Linked DNA regions of Anser cygnoides: region 2 is linked to region 1. A link is a contact called in public Hi-C data. All regions are on one chromosome and are shown on one strand. Each heading gives the region's core, a stretch centred on a gene start, on an enhancer-like site or on the middle of the called end of the contact. The rest is flanking DNA. Distances are from core to core; before and after follow the strand shown.

Region 1 (7,386 bases), core at 152-2,651:
TTCTGCTGTACTTTGGGCTCTCATTGCAGAAACAGTTTACTGAGCACATGGCTACTGAGAGGGTATTAGCCCTGGCTTATTGTGTACTGAAATACGAAGGTATGTGGGGTGAAAGATAACCCTGGGGTCCTGCCAATTCTAGGAGGAAAAACAAACAAACAAAGAAACCTCGGAACAATTTGTAAAGAGGTCCTGACCACCTCCCTTCCCTGCTAGCCTCACTGCTGCTCAGCCACTGCCTGCTGCCTGCTGTGCCTCTGCCTGCCTCTCTCCGGGTGCCCAGGGCAGCTCAGCTCTGGCTTGGTTCCTGCAAAAACCATCCAGGGCCGATCAGCTGCTTTGGCGTGCGCTAGTGGTGGGCAGGGCGAGAGCTACAGCCCTGACCGGGCAACGTCGCCCTGAGGGACTACACAGAGCAGTGCCCCTGAAAAGGCACAACCATCCTACAAATATATAATCCCTTCATTACTTCGTGTTTATTGCATACTGCTCTTTATTCCACACATACTGCATTGCCTTCATTTACAGCCCCAAAGAAAGTAAATTTTAATCCAGAGAAATGCCTGACAACCCTTATGTTACGCTATGCCTTAAGCAGGAGGAAATACCAAAAAGGAGTACATAAATAATCAGTATGATGTCTCAGCCACAGAAGCAGGTAATTTCTGAAATGCAGAAATTCCTACATATCTATTTCAAGAGGAACTGTGGTGCTTAGGTTTACCATCTCCTATCTAAATAGCCCCTCGAAACGGCTTTTCTTCAGCGTTACATAAAGTCAGTTCTCGGGCAGGTTTGGCACGAAGCCATGGAGTTACATTGCTTGAAAGTTAGCTGTACGTTTCAGAGCTGGCTTTCTTTTTCTTCCTGCAATATTTCTGACCAATTGTTTCGCAAGGTTTGCAAAACGATCAAGGTTTGGTGTTCAGACTCATCCTTAAAAATATTAAGGTTTGATGTTCAGACTGGTAGTAACTAACATAAAGGAGCCTCTGTGCATAATCACAACTAAAAAAAAAAAAACAACAACTCAGAAACAGCGTATGTGTGTGCACGCATTTATTTTTCTGACGGCAATTTCTGGAAGCGGTGAAGGCTGCTGACTTGCACGAACGTTTGTCGATACCACCGTTAAGATTTTAACTTCAGCGGGACCTGCACGTCAGTGTTTTCCATTTAAAGAGCCCGTAAGGGAATAAAAGCGACCCGAAAAGCCTCCCTCAGCCCGCAGCAGCCCGCAGGCCCGCCCAGCCCTCAGCCGCCCTCCCTCAGGGGCCGCCACCGAGCTCCGCCCCGGCCGCCATTACGCGCGGCCCGCCCCGCTGTCCCTCCCCCCCGCTGTCCCTCCCCCCGGCGTCTGCCGCCCAATCAGAGGGCGGAGCGGCAGCGCGGCCGGCCAATGGAGAGGCGGGTGCGCTCCGCGCCCTGCCGGTGGCGGCGGTGACAAGATGGCGGTGGCGGGCCGCGGGGCCGCGGCCGTGAAGCCCATCTTCAGCCGGGACCTGGGCGAGGCGAAGCGGCGCGTGCGGGAGCTGTACCGGGCCTGGTACCGCGAGGTGCCCAACACGGGTGAGGGGGCGCCGCCGGCACCGCAGGAGGCGGCGCCGGGTCAAGGTCGTGCCGGGCGGCCCGGGCCCGCAGCGGGCTGTGTGTGGGGGAGCGGCGCGGGCGGTGTCCGTGAGCGTGTTGTGTCCCCCCAGTGCACCTGTACCAGCTGGACATCACGGTGAAGCAGGCGCGGGATAAGGTGCGGGAGCTGTTCGTGAAGAACGCCCACGTTACGGACCCGCGGGTGATAGACATGCTGGTGATTAAGGTACGGGCGGGGCGCCTCGGCCCCCGAGGCTGCAGGGAGCGGGTGGCGAGCGGCGTGGAAAAGAAGGGCAGTTTTATCTCTGCTTGCTTTAACGAGGTGTTACCCTTTGCAATCTGGCTTGGTTTATCCGTTATAGCAAACCTGTTGGGAAGGGATGAAGCTCTCCATTTTATATGCAGGACTGTAGTGTTTTTGTGCTCATAAGTCAGTGTTGTTAGAAGATGTATGTGTTTCTGCCCCTCAGTGTAGGGACTCCTCCAATTTGCAGGTGTTTAAAAGGGGAAGTGTATGGTAAGCAAAACAGTGGTGTAAACACTCCTGTATTTCTTTTTAGAAAGCAGCAGCAATCAAAGAAAGGGAAACTAGCTAGCAGCATCTTTTTATCATTTAAAAATGACCTTTCTGGTCCCTACGGTACTTCCTTAGATTGGGATGTATTTTCCTTAACTGACTCTGAAACAAACACCGGAGTGGCCGTACTTTGTGGGAGGCTGGCTTTGGGTCTGTGTAGGTGGCAATACATCCTGATTTGGTAACATATCTAGCTGTGTCTTAGCCCTGAGATCTGTCTGGTTCAATGGACTAATCAACATGCCAAGAGTAGGGTAAGGATTCAAAAGAAGCCTGAGCAAGGGTAACTAACCTTTGCAGTTTTAAAGCGTTAGAAACCTTCCAGCCAAGAGCTGCCATGCTCACCTGTTGTATTTCTTGCATTTCAAGGCAGCTAAGTTGTCTTTAAATAAAGGAAAAAATCTGCAAACATAGTCCAAAGTAATACAGTGGGTGAAGCTTCCAGGCAGTCTCATTATTATAATATTATTATTATAATTCTCATTATTATATATCTTTTGTCTATGCACAGGGAAAAATGGATCTTCAAGAAACCATTCACGTATGGAAGCAGAAGACTCACATCATGAGGTATTTCCATGAGACGGAAACGCCACAGCCTAAAGACTTTCTGTCCAAATTTTATGCAGGCCACAATCCGTGAGGCAGACTGACTCTGTGTCTTCCTGTCCTGTATTACAAATAAAGTTCTATATAACAGAAAACATCTGTAGACAGATTGTATAGCAGCCTAGGTGCCTAATGACTAAATCTGAACCCAGCGTGTGCGCAAGCCATTAATGATCTCTATGAAGAGCTGTGATTACCTAGTTTTTGCCAGTGTGTATTTTCAGTGGGTGGAGTTTGTCTCATCATTTGCCCTGAGTGTCTGCTGAATAACCACAGCACCACCGGGTCGTGGAGCTGTCTGCTCAGCCTGCAGCCCTGCACGTGGGTGGGAGCTCCTTGGAAAAAAGAGCAGGCAAGAGTGGGCCTTCAGAAAAGCTGTTGTAGTCGCAGAGGTTTTGTGCTTGAGGCCCATGTGTATTTCACAATTTCATGCCATGACTTTGTTGACCTTGTTTTTTACTTTGACACTATTCTCTGTTTACGTTGTAGCAGAGAATGGCTTAAAATCCAATAGGCCAATAAAGCCCTTTGTACAATGAAGAGATCAGTAGAGTCCATTTCCCTGCTGTAAAATTAAATTACCTGGAATAAATGCTTTTTTGTACTGCTGTCTGGAACGGGGAAGCTCCATGAGAGCACGTGATGCCTAGCAGGAGGTAGTGTCCTACTGATTCAAAGATCATAAATCCAATTTCTTTAAGTGATTTATTCTTTATTGACGGCGCCGGATGCACGGGGGATCTTTCCGCCTATCGTGCATCCCGAAGTGAAAAGCCGTCCCAAATTTATACATCACAGTGATTAATATTTTATTAACGCCTATACATATTCATTATCTAACCCCGCCTACTCTCGCTTCTCATGCTAATCAGTTTTTTGTGTCCTGCGCCTGCGCAGATCCTCTCAGTGGTCTTGGGCAGGGGTCGTCGAGCTGTGGTCGGTGGTCTCAGAGAGGAAGGCCATAAGTCTTCCTCACAGTGTACTTTTCACCCTTGGTCAGGATTCTGCTGAATTAGCTTTCTTCCTAACCGCAAGGACTGTTTTTTCTTCGAATCTTCTGCTCATTATTTCTTATCTTGGATTCCAATGTCTTGTTCGAGATATATTGCCCGTATGTCCTATTTTGAGATACATTGTCCGTACATCTGCTTCCTGCCCTACACCTAATGTTCTGTTCTCCTTTAATAGTTTCATTCTTAACCCTTTCTTATCTGGAATCGCCTCAGCTTCCCTAATCAATCCCCCCTTTTCTTTTCCCCATGCAAATTCTTTTGCATTGCATGCCCTTATCATTAGCAGTATCGCAGTGACATACATACAAATATTCCTACTACCAATAACATAACCAGATCAGTAAAAACTTGTTCTAACTATTGAAAGTTGGGTAACCATGAAGTTAACTTATTCCATATTTCCTCAAAGCCCCATGAAATGTTATCCTTACTAATCTTATACAGAACCTTTGTTTGTTTCTATATTTCCTCTATGTCAGTAGAGACCTTTCCGAATACAAAAATTCTTCTTCCCAGCCTCTACGATATGTATCTCTCAATACCTTGCCATGTACTTTCGTCAGGGAAGCTAATATTGCCATTCGTTGTAACAATTTCCAATTCCAAACAAGTATTACAAAAGACAGTATTAAACTTATACCAACTAACATCAATAGAACAATAATTGGGTGACACAATGTGTTCAAAATCCCAGTTGCAGTTGGCGACCATCCAAAGAGTTTGTCCCACCAGCTATGATCTGTGTCTTGTTTTACTCTTTGCAAAACTCTGTTTATTTCTTTTGTATCATGGTGGACAGTGATTAAAGTCTTCTCTCCATCTTCCTGAATGCCTTTTAAAATTTTGATCAGGTCTTGGTGTTTAAGTAATTGCTTTGAGGTTCATCCCAATAGGTGTGGGTAATAACTTGTGATACATTGTGTGGTTGGACTTGATCAACTGGTGGGATACCACTGGTGCTGAATATAAAAAATCACACCCGATGATTCTAACAAAGTTACAAATACAAAAGTTAGAGTGATTTTTGCTAGGTAGAGTTATGTTTTCCTCATCTACTTCTACAAAAGCACAAGCAGTTCTTAAACACACACAGCCTTGACCAATATATACAAGCACAGTCTTTTGACTAGTATTTGGATGAATTTCAAAGTGGCAAACACCTTGCTCAGTGTCAAGACAGACATCCTGAGCATCAATTGTGTTGCTCTCACAAATAAATCCTTGTTGTTCCCGGGTAACACATGATTCTAGATTCACAGACTGCCATTTCCCGTTCTTCATCCGGGCCCAGGTTCTATGCTCCGAAGGATAGAGCACTGTTTCCTCATGATTTAACCCTAGTGCAACAATGGGGTGGATAACATAAACTGTAGCATTACGTATAGTAAGCACAAAGGCAGTAGCCATGTTAATAATGGGATCATAGGTAAAATTTACCAGAGTCCACCAAGATTGGAACTTCTTTTCGAAATCATTGGCATTGTCCCAAACAATCTTTCGGACTTCAGCCGGAAAAATGCCTTCACTTCCTTCCCTAATGATCAAGGCAGCCGTTGCCTGCATCCATAACTGTACCTGTATACAACTAAGAGCTAAAGATACATTATCTTGCGCCATACTAAGTGCATCTATTATTAGTCTGTGGTCCTGGTCTTCAGCCTTTTCCCATATTGGTAACACCTTTGAAACTTGCCATTGGCTAGTTCCCAATGCCAGTAAGGATGATTGCAGGGGCTGTTTTAGTTTTGTCAAATCGCTTGTTGCTGTGGCTAGCTTATTCATTAGTATTTCTGAATCAATTCCATTTAAAACTCCTAATCCTGTTCCTAGCATTCCAGTTAAGTCTCTTTGTGTTCTGCCCCTGAGGTGTACTTGCTTTTGTGACCATATTGTCCAGCCTTCTAATGATGTCTTCAGGAAAGGAGAACAGGCTGGTTGAACTGCTGAGATGTTAATTTGTATTAGCAATTCAACACGCTTGAGAGACCATTCTGGATTAAATAACAATTGTTGTTGGCCTGTGTTCCTTACTACATATGGGCCTGTTTCATAAATTTTGGGTTCCAGCTTGACTGGGGCTTGGGCATAGGTTGTAGGGGAAGGAAGTGCAATAGGGGGTCTCACTGTCGTAGGAAGTATAGCATATATTGTAAAATTTATCATGAGGCTCTCGCCTTCCTTGATCTCGAGCTTTTGACCACTATTAGTCCAAAAACAGTTAACTGCTACAGTCTGTGTTAATATAAAATTATACCAACAATCTAATTTACCTGGGCGGATACAACCTTCTTGTTGGCCACTTTTGGAAGTCGGTTTTACTAAAATCCCCGTTGCTTTCTCGTGGGCTGTTCCATTAATCATTCGGCACCCTATTTCAATTTCGTCCCCTACAGTTCTTTGGTGTATCCACCCTTCCCCTAAATTTTGCCATTCTGATAATGCATGTAAATGATCACCATTTGTTCGCCAAATAACCACAACAGCTAACTTTCCATTAATGTTCTTATCCTCCGTGGTTACGGCTTCAGACCAAGGCCACCCACCATTCTCTATCATCATAGAAGCACCTTCCAATTCTTGAATCACAATTACAACTATAAGCCACAGAAATAAAACAATTCTGTTAACTAAATTTCTGCTAACTACATTACTAAATACTCCTGACCATAGTGTCTTCATTTTGCTTGACTGAACTTTAGTTTCAGTTCACCGTCACCCAGCGTTACTTTCCAGGGGGCTTTTGGAGCTTTCTTCACTCTCGAATAATGGATCCAGGCCGTTTGCTCCTTAATCTTGATGGCGGTATGTGTTGTCAGCAGCACCTGGTATGGTCCCGTCCACTTTTCTTCCAAAGGGCGACCTGCAAATGCTTTTACATACACATAATCCCCAGGTTTAAAGGGGTGGATTGGTTGGTCCAGCCCTCTAGCCCTGGTTCCTGAGACAACTTTAGATATTTGATCCAACTGTTTTTGGAGTCCTATTAAATAATTATACAAGTATCCCGACCCCAGTTGCGTCAGGTCCTCCCCGCTGAACAAAAACTGATAAGGTCTTCCGTATAATATTTCAAAAGGGCTTAGATTTTCCTTTGTCCGTGGTTTTACTCTAATTCTAAGTAAAGCCAAAGGGAGAGACTGAGGCCATGATAAATTAGTCTCTTGTCCTATTTTGGCTATTTGTTGTTTGATTAGATGATTCATCTTTTCCACTTGTCCGCTTGCCTGTGGTCTGTAAGGGGTATGGAGTTGCCAGTCTACCCCTAAGACCTTACTTACTTCTTGAACTATTTGCACACAAAAATGAGAGCCTCTATCCGAGGACATTGCTGCCGGAATTCCGAAACGCGGTATTATCTCATTCAGTAAAACCTTAACCACTTCTCTTGCCTTGTTGGTTCGACAGGGAAAAGCCTCCGGCCACCCGAAAAAAAGTATCTGTCAAAACCAACAAGTATCGATACCCCCCTTTTCTTGGCAGTTCTGAAAAATCTATCTGCCATTGTTGTCCTGGATAGTTTCCTTTACTGATTATTCCGAACTTTACCCTATTTTCTGTATTAGGGTTATGATGCAAACAAATACTGCATTGCTGGGT
Region 2 (7,208 bases), core at 2,784-5,283, 320 kb before region 1:
GGAAATATAACCAAACGTTGTTGGGGGATACTCTGGTTGTGGAAACGTCTGGTGCGGCTCCATCATCCTTTTTCTGTGACCCAATGATTCCTTGCTGCTGTAATAGCCTTTTGGGGCCACAGGAAGCCCCGCTGCTGCTATGTGTTATGCTGAGAGATCAGCATGGCCTGGAACTGGGGATGCACGAAGATTCCCTATGGCCATTTTTGCACACTCCTCGTAAGTGATACTGTGCTGATCTTGTCAGTAGTGGAGGATATAGGTCTGTTATTTTGTAGACATTTTTTGACAGCTATAATTCTACAGAGCAACTCTAGAAAAAAAAATGCTTCGTTTTGTATCTAGAAGTGAATTTCAGCCTCTTCCCTTGCCATGTCTCCTGTTTATTTAATAACCTTTAACTAAGAAGTTTTTCTTTATGCTGAAGTAATCCAAAACAAGCAGTGCACATTGCCTTCTATCATGCTCATTACTAAAGGTGTTTTTTTTGGCCCAGCAGCATGTGCAGATGTATTTTTTGAACAGATTCAGTTAACGTTTGTTACTGTCTGGTACCAAGAGAAAAAGGCAAGAGAATCAACCCAAACCAGTCAGGAGATACCACTGCTGCAGGCCAAACCAAGTAGCTGCCGAGGCAGCCAGAGCTGCTTTGAGACTTCTCAGATTTCACCAGTGGAGTGGGAGGTGGGGGAAGAAACTTTCTTGTGTTCTCAGCTTTCTCCAGATAAGGCCTTAGTTTGATTAGTAGTCACTAATATCAACTATGCAGATAAGTATTCTTTACATGTCTCAGTGTTACATGCATTCCTTCCCCCAGCTACCCTGTTAATACATGTTGAAATTTTACCCAAAGAAAATGGAATATTTTTTGAATGTCTGTACTGCAGAACTCTTTTTGCTACAGTGAGGAAAGAAGTTTGTATTTCAAAAAAGAAACCCTTTTGCTGGTGCAACACCTAGTGTCAAGTGTCATGAAGTTGCTTCAAGAGGGAAGCTAAAATCACCTCTTGTGACAAGTCTTAGTCTGAGAGCTTTCAGAATATTCAGCTCTCAAAATGGGTTTAAAGAAGCCGCAGCAATGTTGTTTTTTTAATGTACTGATTGGATTTGGGGAGAAGCTAATGAGATCCCGTGTTTCCTTCCAATATCAGAAGTAAATCGTTTCCTCGCTTAAATGAAGTTGCTTCTAAACAAGAGGAGGTATCAGCTACCCAGTAGCTGGATCTTCAAATAAAAGCTGATTTGTGATTCCCCAGGTATTTCTCGCTGATCCTGTAGTCTTGTATGTAACTACAAATAACAATTTAGCTCAGAGGTGAGAACTGTAGTGTGTGTTTTATTGCCAGTAATTCCATCATGTAGCAATTAGTACCATGTTCTTGCATAGTTCTCAAGGTCCCTGTTGGAAATAGATGGAGAAATATTTTTGGACTACTGTTTAAAAAAAAAAAAATTTACAAAAATCATTAATGCTATTTTCCCCAAAAAGTCTACTGAGCAGCGTTATATTTTAGCCGTTAAACTAGTACCCTTGTTCTGTGATTTGTCTCTTGTAGTCTTCTTTTTACTGAGGGTTAGAAGCATTTCGTAAGTAATCCGTAAAATGTTGGTATTTCCTAGCTTAAAGTCAGCTGCTTACAATAAAAGGGCATCTGTGATTATAACTTCTGATGATACAAAAGCACTACGTTACGAATATTTCATTGAAAATACAGGTGTGGGTTGCAAGTCCCTTCAGTTCTGCCTGGTAACGAGGCTTAGTCAAGAGCAGAGCTTCCACGTCAATTCCTGCCCACCCAGCCAAGGGCAGTGGGGGTCCTCCCACAGACAGGTTTGGCCTCTGTATCCTTTGTTGTCACATGTGGCGTATATATTTTTAGCAACTTTGGATATAGCCAGCTTAACCCTACCTGACTTGCTGATCCCCAGGAGAATGAAGGAGGCTATGTAAAGTGAACAGCTGAGAAACCGGTGGGCCGAGCGTTTTCCTGCCCTGCTCTGTGTAGCTCAGAGCAGTCAGTCAGTTGCCTGAGCATTTTGTTACAAGCAAAACTAAAACCTTTGTAGTCCTCTGCTTCAAGCAAAGGAACGCGCAGCTACTAAGAGATGGCAAACCTCTTTGAGTTAGTGACTCCTGTGATGCTCTACACAGTCCCACGTGAATTTGTATCAGGTCACCTTCCTCCTTTTATTACTTCCGTATTTCAGATCACAGGGCTTAGTGACAGAGAGGATCCTAACAGCCACGTGCTTACCTGGTTGAGCTCTCCAGAGAAACTCCCCTGCGAAATGCTCCCCTCTTGTGACAGCAAGCCTGAACAACCAAATGCAGCTACATTTGGGTGATTAGCACCACTTTCATTTGGATTTTAGGGAGGCGTGTTCCACTAACTTCAAGGGATACTGTGTTTTAAATGTGTGATTTCCTTCCTCTCTCCTTATAAAACTGGACCTGAACACAAATTTTGAGTTGTTGCTTTTTTTTTTGTAATAATCTCAGGACCTGAAAGATTGTAGCATTTAGTGTGTCTTAAAAATGATGTACTGTACCAGCCATGGATTTTGTAAATACACCTGTCTCCCTTTTTTGTATTTTAATTTTTTAAAGTGTGTAAGGCTCTTTGCCAGAGGAACTGGTGCCTGCTTAATTTCCATCCTGAACTGAAGCGGGAAAAGGAAGAAGCTGCTGCCACAAAAGCCTGCATCAGTTCCAAATGTGTATACTGTTCTGGTCAGTTTAATGGCTGTTAGTCCTTAGTATTATTTTTTTATTTTTAATTGGGAAGCTGGTTTGTTCCCCTGCACATTCCCAGTTGTGGCTAGCAGAGCCCTATCAGGGAGACTATAAATCTCTTGTGTGTGACTACTTGACGTTTTCACTCCTTCCAGATACTCAGGTTCACATTCCCTGAGAAGTCTGATGTTTTCAGAAGTCAGGACTATTGGCCCTCCGCAAGAAGAGCTGGAGCGCATTTTTTGCTTTATCAGTGCTTTGTTCCAAACAGTAACGGGGCTTGTGTCCTATGAACCTTGCAGATGCCACCAGCTTCACCACCTGTTCCTGGAGGGACTTTCCCTCTTTTTCTTCTGCTTTCCTGAAAGGAGTGCAAAGATTTTTTTGGCAGCAGTTTTGCTCTGGGATCCACATTTAGGCAGCAGCCCCCTGTTCTGCAGTAGGAGCCTTACGCAACTGGGTGTAGCTGTTCCCTGTCCGTAATGGCGACAGGCATTTTTCATGAGTGTACTTTTTTTTTTATGTCATGTGTCTGTGCTGTATTAAATAAAGAGGAATGTACATATTAGCTCTGTCTGTGTTATTTCTCACAAAATAAAGATGTGGTTGGGGGCTTTGGGGGGGGGGTCGTTTCTCTTTGTTGTTAAATTGGATGGGGGGAGCGGCTGCTACGGCTTCCTTCAGCTGGGGCCACCCCGAAGCAAGGGCAGCACTTCAAAACTGCTTTAGAAGGAGGGGACTCTTCCTCCGGAGGCCATTATTTCAAGCCCCAGCCGAGCCCTCCTCCCTGGCCCTTCCCCGCGGCTAAGGGCGGCCGCCATTTCCCTGCTCCCCGCTCCCGGGCGGCGAGGGGCAGGCGGGAGGCACCGCCCAATGGGCGCCCAGGAGGCGTTGTCCATAAAAGGAAAGGGGCGGGAAAATGAGAGAAGTAGCACCGCAGCGCAGCCGTCTCCGCGGTAGCCCCAGTGGCCTAATGGATAAGGCATTGGCCTCCTAAGCCAGGGATTGTGGGTTCGAGTCCCATCTGGGGTGGACTTCATTTTTCTACTCCGAGCTTCTTACCTTTTTTTTATTATTAATTTTATGTATGTATTCATTATTTTACTTTTTTTATTTTTTTTTAATTTTGGCCAAAACGCAGACCCCGAAGCCCCCGCGGCGGGGCGGGCCGCACGAAGCCTCCCTCAGCGCCTGCGGCCGTCGCTCCCCTCCCCTCTCCCCTCCCCGCCCAGCAGGCGGCGAGAGCCCGGCCTCGCCTCTCGCCCTCCGCCGCTCGACCCCGGCCGCTCGGGGGAGCGGGGGCGGGAAGCGATCGCTCCGCTCGGCGCTCCGCAGCCCGCCCTGGCGGTGGCCGCGCCCCGCGGACCCGTTGCCGTGCAGCCCCGGTGCCGGCCGGTCGGAAGATGGCGGCGCTGGGCTCCCCGCTGCGGACGCTCCGCGGGCTCCTCCGCGAGCTGCGGCTGGCGAGCGGCCCGCCCGGCCGGCCCTACCGGGACACGGCCGCCTACCGGCACCTCCTGGCGGCCTTCCGCGCTCACCGGGTACGGCGGGGGCGCCGCGGCTCCTTCCCCTCCCGCTCCGCCCCCTTTCCCGGCGGCGTGAGGTGAAGCGGCCGGCCCTTGTCGCCTCCTCTCCGCAGGTCACCAGCGAGAAGCTGTGCCGGGCCCAGCAGGAGCTGCACTTCCAGGCCGCCACCTACCTGTGCCTGCTGCGCAGCGTGCGGCACCTGGCCGCCCTGCACCACGAGTACCACGGCAGGGGGGAGCGCTCGCCCGAGGAGGTGGCCGGCCTGGTGGGCTTCCGCCTGCCCCAGCAGCCGGGAGGGAAGGGCTGAAGCGGCCGCCGTGCGCCTGCCGTCGGTTCCCCAATAAACGTGCCCCGGTAGGGGAGCCGCCGAGGCCCTGCTGGCTTGTGTTTCTTGGAGGTTTTCAGTCAGCGGGTGTGGGGTGAAAGGGGAGCAAGAGGGGATCCCCTCCCGGTGGTTATCGAGTGTATCCGACCTGCCTCTTCGTCTGGGTGTCCGGTGTGACAGGCAGCCTCAGGGAATGAAGGGGTTACCTATAATAGAAAACTAGGCTAAAAACCTCACTGTCCAGCTATCGTAAGGCAGTTAAAACTTTCTTTTCTTCCCCTAAATCTGTAGGTGAAGGGATTTGCCCATTTTCTGTAGGGTTTTCCTGCCATGTTCTGTACATTGGGAATTTTCCAATGGAAAAGGAAAAGCCCGATTTCCAATTCCAATTCCCAAAGGAAAGGCCCTTTCTTTGGGGCATTAGAAGGTTCTTGTGAGTGCTGCTGTACTACTTCCTCACCTTGAAGATTTTCATCCGTGGCAATGACCTAGTGATAATGACTCAGAATACTGCTTCCTAGTGAACTGCAAATTTCTGAATGTCTTGAAGTGGTTGGCTCAGACTAGGCCTTTTGTGCCTGTTTCACTGTGAATCTTGGAGAAGCTTCCTTAAGCAGTGAAGTGATGCCTGTCAGTAACACCAGATGTGTAAGTCAGACGACAGTGAGTTACAGTCCAAGCGATAATGCTGTTTTCTTGTCCTGCGACCTGGAACAGCAAGCTTCTTTTTATAAGGAAAGAAACATTGGTTTCAGTTGTCAGAAGAGGCTTGTTCTGTGCCAGATGCTTAAGAAACCTGTACCAAGGGTGACTTACAACGGCTGTAAATGCGAGGCTGGGCTGTAATTGCGGGAGGAGCTTAATAAAGAACGACCAACAAAAGAGCGCTTGGCTGGGCTTTGCCGGGAGGGAAGACAAAGCGTGCTGTCAGAAACGCGCTGCGAGCCAAACCGCTTCCCCTCAACGCGTGCCCTCGCTCGCCTCTCCCCTTAGTTAACACCAGCCCAGCCCCGGGGCAGCGGGCGGGCGGAGCAGCCCCTCAGGCCCGGGGCGCTGGGGCCAGCAGAGGCCGGCAGGGACGCGAGGCGCCCGGCCGCCCGCAGCGCTGCCCCCTAAGATGGCGGCGGGCCGCGGGGGGAGGCTCCGGGGCGCCCAGAGCGGTCCTCGCGTCACAGCGGCTCCGCGGGGCCCCCCCGCCAATCACCGCGCCGCGCGTCGCGGCCAATGGCTGGGCGCCGAGCGCCGGCCGCGCTGACGTTGGCGGGGAGGTGGGAGGCGAGGAGGAGGAGGGCGCGTGCGCGCGGGTTTCCGTTAGCGCCGGCGCGCGCGCGCGTGGCAGGCGGGAGGAGCGGCGGGGGGAGGGGAGGCGGCGGCGGCACCGAGCCGGGCGCGGGGCAGAGGCTCCCCCGCTCCGCCCTCAGCGTCAGCGCCCGCTGCTCTCGCTGCACCTCCGCGTCCCCCCCGTGCCCTCGGCGGGGAAGCGGGGCTCCGCCCGGGCCCGCACCGTGACGCGTAGGGGGAGGGCCTCGGGCCGCGCCGGGCCTCGGGCCTTGTAGGCCGCAGTCGGCGTGAGGCGGCCGGGCCGGGCCGGGCCCCCCCCGCGCTCAAGATGTCGGCGCAGGCCCAGATGCGCGCCATGCTGGACCAGCTCATGGGCACGTCCCGGGACGGTAAGCGCCCCCCGGCCGGGGCCGCGCTCGGAGCCGGGGCGGGGGCCGGGAGGGGGCCCGACGAGCCGCCGCCGTTGTCCGCCCGCTCGCCCGCCCTAGGAGCGGGCCCGGGGCCCCGCGGGGACGATGCGGCCGCCGGGGGCCGCCGCCGCTCTTGAGGCCCAGCCCGGCCGCCGAGCGCTGCCCGCGGGGCCCCCGGAGAAGCGGAACCGCGCCGCGGCAGGGCCCGGCCGCGTGGCTCGGCCCCGCGGGGAGCAGCGGGCAGCCGCGGCCGGGCGGGGGGGCGCGGGCAGAACAGCCCCAGCCCCCCCCCCCCCTTTGGCGGAGCAGGGCGCTCGTGTCACTGTAGTCTGAAGTCTGACCCAAACCATCATTTCTGCCGGCTGGGTGGGTCTGCCTGCTGCTCTCTGAAAGAGAGGGTTTAGTCGCTCCCAGCGGATGAACTCCCCCTATTTTTTTTTTCCCCTTTGTTAAAGAAAATCACGTTTTAACACCTAGAGGCAGTAATCCTGAGACAGAGAGACACGGTAGTTACAATCAGGCTTCTGATCACTTTGCGGTCACATCGTGAAATAGAAAATTATCACTGCGTACAGGTTCTCAGATTTATTTTTTTTTTCACGCTCCACAGTGATGTTTGAACGGCAGTGATCCGTAAGTGTAGGTAGTGTGGCGACTGCTAGGGAAGGGGAGGCCCTGGTGTGATGTGTAGTATCTCATTTATGAACAAGAGAATGCTGCCCCTGAGGGTAGACTGTGGTTACAGATGATTTTAGTGTTCTGCATGTTGTACTCACTCTCGCAGGTATGCTACGTGTTTGTTGAAGCTTCGTGATTTATTAATGATTATCTGTGTTCCCATGCACTGGGTAGGATATATGAACTGGGATTTACTTTGCACGTGCCGGTCATCTCTTGGAACCAGGGCAATATGATCTTTTCAGCTTTTTTG

What was found. A called contact is a pair of places that touch in the nucleus more often than the background predicts.
Region 2: a Hi-C map of liver shows a contact between it and region 1, with 7 times the contacts expected there. The contact joins the promoter of FMC1 here to the promoter of NDUFA6 in region 1. A contact is called at or near these places in 2 of 7 Hi-C or Micro-C datasets (both in liver).

The regions. Positions count from the first base shown.
Region 1 is chr1:44,191,214-44,198,599 of Taihu_goose_T2T_genome, reverse strand. NDUFA6 (NADH:ubiquinone oxidoreductase subunit A6) reads left to right here and starts at 1,401. Exons shown (of 3, transcript XM_048078875.2): 1 at 1,401-1,569; 2 at 1,701-1,816; 3 at 2,679-3,316. The coding sequence starts at 1,449. The coding sequence ends at 2,810. CYP2D6 (cytochrome P450 family 2 subfamily D member 6) reads left to right here. Exons shown (of 9, transcript XM_013197147.3): 9 at 1-468.
Region 2 is chr1:44,509,789-44,516,996 of Taihu_goose_T2T_genome, reverse strand. It overlaps FMC1 (formation of mitochondrial complex V assembly factor 1 homolog), which reads left to right and starts at 4,033. Exons shown (of 2, transcript XM_048078896.2): 1 at 4,033-4,275; 2 at 4,374-4,632. The coding sequence starts at 4,138. The coding sequence ends at 4,568. TRNAR-CCU (transfer RNA arginine (anticodon CCU)) reads left to right here and starts at 3,694; the gene lies at 3,694-3,766. LUC7L2 (LUC7 like 2, pre-mRNA splicing factor) reads left to right here and starts at 5,906. Exons shown (of 10, transcript XM_048078893.2): 1 at 5,906-6,256. The coding sequence starts at 6,196.